2 separate regions of the Astyanax mexicanus genome follow, and region 1 is linked to region 2. Evidence: chromatin contacts called from public Hi-C data. All regions are on one chromosome and are shown on one strand. Each heading gives the region's core, a stretch centred on a gene start, on an enhancer-like site or on the middle of the called end of the contact. The rest is flanking DNA. Distances are from core to core; before and after follow the strand shown.

Region 1 (2,944 bases), core at 432-2,931, 77 kb before region 2:
TATGTAGTGAAGTAAAAGTGGAAGTACATAAAAAATAATCCTCCAGGAGATACAAATACAGCATTTTAGTACATAAGTACAGTAGTAAAATCGTTCTACTACCTTATTATACATCTCTAACTACTGCCTATAGTGGACAGCGTAGTAGTTGGTTATGATCGTGATCCGCTGCGTTTGCCTAAAATTGACCATGCAAACACACAAGAGACAGTGTCACATCCAGATTCAGTGCACAAGGCCTCACACACACAGTCCAGCATTCTTTATCTTTTATGCAACATGTCAAAAGACATAGGATGTAATAGTAGTATTGGCAAATTAGTGTATATTGGAGAACAAAGATACTATAGATGTCTATAAAGATTTAGACAGAATTCCAGAACTTAATGATGGTTGACTATTACACGAAGTGCCACAAGTGATTTCTTTTTATTTAAAAAAAAAAAAAAAAAAAAAGAATTCCTGAAATGATTAACCACAAACACACAAATCTCTAATAATTACAATCAGTTACATCAGTTATATTTCTCAGTATCATAATATAATATAAAAAGATTTTTACCAGCACATGCCTAATAGCTTTACTAACATAGTGTTCCTGACAGTTCCCAACTCCATGATGCACACTATGAGTTTTTGCATTGAGTTGAAGATTTAGCACAAAATATGGTATCATGATTCATTTTCATGAAGCATAATATGAGTCCTTATTTTGACACATAATTGCTGTACTTTGTTCAGTTATCCAGTAGTTGTTATGCTTTAAATAATAAAATATGTTAGTCAGTGTCTTCAAATACAAACAATATCCACAGTATAAGAAAAGCACATTGCTTATCACGATAAAAAAAATGTTTTCATCTATAGTGACCCTCCCTGTCTCTGTTTAGTACTGTTTTTAATGTATCACCAGTCACGTAAAGAGTCATCATTTTTGCTGTTATTTTGTCCATGAAGCAGCATTGGTTTAAGAACAGATAACTTGGGGTCGACCTCAACAGCTATCAGCTATTAATAAATGAGTAACCTTATAATGAACTATAAACTAAACATGGTAACTGAGTCTGACAGAGCTTTTTCATAAGTAAGGAGGTCAGGCTCCAGAAGCATTAGGTTATTGAGGCAAGGATAATACACTGTTTATTAAGAGGGGTTAGCATAGAGCTTTCAGTGCAAGAGACTCAAAAAACAGTCAATCTTTATAAATAAACAGTACTCTACTGTACATTTTTAACCTTTTCATTAGAATTACGTCCAGTCCAAGTAGAGTGATTTTGCTTGTGTATGTTTGTCAGACACATACTGGATGTTTCATGTGCCTCATACTGTTCAGCCACCCCCCACACCCCCTTCTGGTTTGTGCCAGATGGTCTCTACCTGTATGGGGCAGCTTGAGAATTAAAGAGCAGTTTTTTTTGTGGGAGGGAAGGAACTGCGTCGTGTTCTACTCTACACTGTTAATGCAAGTGTGCAGAAAAATGTATAAGATTTGAAGTAATCAGCATCCTTTGTACTGAACGGCTCTGAGTGGGGGGTGAGTGGGTGGGATTTTAACTCAGAAACTGCTGAGATGTAGAGATTTCCTAATGAAAATTCAGAGCTACTTCCTGTGGCTCTTGTTAATAATTCAATCTCCACATGATTGTCAGAGCTTGATTACCTCAGCCTGCCATGGGACGCAGCTGGCCTGAACGCCTGCGGCTGGAGAGAGGGCTGGAGGGAGGAACAGGGACAGAGAACATCTTGTATTTGTTCTGGTTTTGGAATTGAAAGTGGTCGTGCAAGTAAACAGGGCAAGTATGACTTAGAGGGATGTGCTAGTCTGTTTTTCCCTTAATGGTTAACCTTCTATTATTAGACGCAGTTAATCATGTAACTGGTAACTGGTCCATGCCTGGGAAACAGACATGATAAATAGAATCACGTGCCAGCTTTACACTGTCAACCTAAGCGCAATATATCTTTTCTTTCGTTAATAGATAAACATTTTTACTTATTTAATGTATTTTCTCTATTACATTCTTTAGTTTAAGCTCATGTTAGAGTGTTTTTGATTGTTTTTGGGTAATAGTGCTACAATTTATTTTGTAGTCCCAAAAATTACGACACAAAAATAAACAGTAAATAAAAGGATAAGAAAATATACATATTTCGAAACATCTCAGTATTTTGATTTGCAATACTATATCATTTTTCAGAAACACAGTCCACATTTTTTAAATTACCGTATTTTTCACACCTTAAGGCGCACCAGATTATAAGGCGCACTATCAATAAATGTCTATTTTCTGGTCTATTTTCATACAAGCTAAGCTAAGTTAAGTAAACAAAACTTTGATTCTTAAAAAAAAAAAAAAAAAAATTATGTGAGTCAGACAAGTCAAACGAGCAATGGATGTTAATCTATACAGATTTCTTTCCGGTGTGTGTCCATTTATTTTAGTGAGTAAAGCGCTTCAGATTATTTACAGTAAGCTTTACAGATTTCCACTAAAGCTGGAGCATAAGCATAGCGGCAAACTGCTAGCGGTTAGCAGGTAATGCCACCCGACTGTGCTACACTAAGGAACCCTGAGTCTGATATACTCGCCTCTTGACAGCAACAGAGCTAGCACTGTGGTTAGCGACTAATACTAAAAGTGCACCAGCAGTGCTGTCCGGGGTTAGCAGCAGGGTACAGGCCGATATGACCTCTGGACGGCCAAACAGGACGCTTTGCGCGATTAGCACTAATGCTAATGGTTCTCCTGCTAGAGAACTAAACTGAAACTCTTGTATAATGCTGTACTTAAGTGGAGTGGATTTACTGCTCCTTACAACCTGACTAATAAAATTCATACATGAGGTGCACCAGATTAAAAGGCCTTCCATAGACTTGCTAATAATATTTGTTTAATGTGGGGGAAGAAAAGTTTTTAATAGAAAAACAATAAACGCTTCTTTT
Region 2 (2,979 bases), core at 249-2,748:
TCAATATGGTACATGTGGGAATACATTTGTGACTGTAAACTAAGGCTGGCCGATATTAAACAAAAATAGAATATCACAATACTTCAGTAGAGTTGAATAATACGCAATAAGTCAATTTTTTGTCAGCTGAGTTTGTCAGTTTTCTTAAAGTACCTACAATTTAGCCTGTCACAATAACTTTATAATATATACTATTTTGTCCCAAAAATAACTGCAATAAATGTATTATATTATTATAATTGTATGCCAATTATATAATGGTACTATTACAGCATAATACTGCAATTGTTCATTTTTTTAAAACTTTGTTAAAATGTTAATTTATTATTATTTTTTTATTATTAATAATAATATTCAGACATTTGGGACTGGTATGTACAAAAAACATAAGAAACATAAATAACATAAAACCATATTTTTTTTGTTTTAGTAACTAAGTTGGCGAACCAGCTCATTCATATTTATGAACTTTCTTTGTTAGGTAAATACTAAGGGCAATATTAAAGTCATAGTGAAGTTTTATTGAGGTCATGTCCATATATTGTTCAATAAATCAGATAGGATAATTAATTTTGACAGTCCTGCTAAAAATATCCAAACTATAATAATTAGAAAATCATACTGTGGTTAATTTATTACAATAATAATAAATATAGTCATATAGCCTAGGAGCTAGACTATGACCTTTTTATTTTACCTTCTCACTACTAACTACTACTAATCTCCCCCTGTCATCTCACCACTCATCCCATCAATTTATTCATATTCTATAATCTTATTATCCCTCCATTCTTGTTTACTGTTTGTGAATAATGGACTCTAAAGACACTCACCAAGTCTTTAGAAGTGCCCAGCCTCTTGAGGCCGTCCAGGGGCAGCAGGTCGGCCGAGTCCTTGTGTGTGAACTGCGTGGCCTGTTTCAGCCGCCTCTGCTGGTGCATGATGGCTTTGTCCCTCAGATCCACCTCGCTCTTCTTAGATTCACTCATGGTCAAGCAGTCTTTTACACACCAGGACTGTGGCTGCAGAGCTTTCTATCACCAGTGCTTCCTTCAGCAATGACCCTGGAGCTTAGAGAGGCTTGCACACACTCTCATTCAGACGTGTATTCCAGAGCGCAAGGGTACCACTGTAAAAAACACAGTCTTTCTCCTCTAGAAAAGAGGAAAATGGACAGTAAATTCCTAGACTGGATGAAAAAATATAAGAAAAACAAGTCCTGAAACTTCTGTGGTCCCCAGAGTCTGCTGTTGAAAGATGCTCCTGATGAAATGGTTTCGCTCTCCGTGGTGCTGGAGAGTGTGGTCAGTTGTATGTCACGGTCAGTATGGAGGTCATACTGTATGCTACTGAAGCAGATACCTCACACATCTGATGCTGAGCTTCAACTCTGTGCTGCTCTCGCTCTCTGGCTCTCGCGAACACTCACTGTCCTTGTAAGCTCTGCAGAGAGAGACAAGCTGTGCGCTCTTCTCCCTCCCTCCTCTCTCTCTCTCTCTCTCTCTCTCTCTCTATCTCTCTCTTGCTCTCTCTAGCTTTCTCACTGCCCCCACCTCTCATTCTGTTTTCTCCACTCCCCCTCACTCGCTCACCCTCTTACGTCCTTACACTTTCTGTCACTCTAACCTACTACTTCCCCTTTATCTCTCACCCGCCCTCTCTGTAGCTATATAGGTGTTATTCATTTGCATTGAATGCTGAATACTCATGAGAAATGCATGCCCTTCCAATGACACACATATTACGTATGCAGGTTATACATAAAAGCTTTCGATTTTTAGGCACCTCTTCTAATGAATGCATTCAGCTACTATAAGGTTTACCCATTGCTGACACAGACGTGCCAATTTACACACATACACAGCTTATATAGCCCCTAAAGAAAAAAGTAGTGAAACTGTGTTTTCTGGAATGATGTTGCTCTATCCTATATGTTAGTGATCAGGTGGGGTGGGGATCATCCAACATTCTTACTTCATTATTCCTGTTGTTAGTGAATGCAATCAAATTCTCAAAGCTATGCCACTCAAAATCTAGTATAAAGCATGACAGAACAGTAGAGACAGTTAGCTCGATTTTAGAAGAAACACTTAATTAGTATGTGTCCCAATGCTTTTTCCATATAGAGTTCATATAGTGTATATACAGCTCTGGAAAAAAATGAGAGACCACTTCTGTTTCTGAATCAGTTTCTCTGATTTTGCTATTTAGGTATAGGTATATGGTTGAGTAACATGAACATTGTTGTTTTATTCTAAAAACTACAGACAACATTTCTCCCAAATTCCAAATAAAAATATTGCCATTTAGAGCATTTATTTTCAGAAAATGAAAAAAAAGATGAAATAATGAAAAAGATGCAGAGATTTTAGACCTTATAACAAGCTTATATTCATGAAGTCTAAAGAGTTATATTTAGTGGAATAACCCTGGTTTTTAATCAAATTATTGAAAAAATTTTCATACATCTTGGCATGTTCTCCTCCACCAGTCTTACACACTGCTTTTGGATAACTTTATGCCGATCCTGGTGCAAAAAATCAAGCAGTTTAGCTTGGTTTGATGGCTTGTGATCATCCATCTTCCTCTTGATTATATTCCAGAAAAACAATTTGGTAAAATCAAAGAAACTCATATTTTTTAAGTGGCTCTTATTTTTTCCATACCTGTATACTGTTTTTATGGACATTCACAAATGTTTATTTTTTTATTTGGAATTTGTTCTATTTATAAGGATGTAGTAGCAGAGTTGTGAAAAGTTCTGTGCCTCATGAATAAGATGTAGACTTTCGGTTACAGCTTTTCTTAATCAATTTCTAGGACCTCACTCTAAACCTTAGATTAATATTAAAGATAATTAAAAATGTCCTTTATATATGGAAATATGTGGTACACAATCAAGATCAACAAAACAAAATATATGTATTTTACTTTGCATTTTTCAATGTAGCCACTTATGCTATGATGACAATTGTGCAC

What was found. Hi-C and Micro-C count contacts between places; a contact is called where the count stands out from the background.
Region 1: a Hi-C map of muscle shows a contact between it and region 2, with 16 times the contacts expected there. The contact joins the enhancer-like site here to the promoter of nrip2 in region 2. A contact is called at or near these places in 2 of 3 Hi-C or Micro-C datasets (both in muscle).

Annotation. Positions count from the first base shown.
Region 1 is chr2:37,461,643-37,464,586 of AstMex3_surface, reverse strand. All of the region lies in intron 11 of itfg2 (integrin alpha FG-GAP repeat containing 2), which reads left to right. Among protein-coding and RNA genes, the nearest start is that of itfg2, 15 kb to the left of the region's middle. Within about 2 kb of position 1,681, the one cell type or tissue checked has an H3K27ac peak away from gene starts, as active enhancers do.
Region 2 is chr2:37,384,672-37,387,650 of AstMex3_surface, reverse strand. It overlaps nrip2 (nuclear receptor interacting protein 2), which reads right to left and starts at 1,498. Exons shown (of 6, transcript XM_007233693.4): 1 at 834-1,498. The coding sequence starts at 989.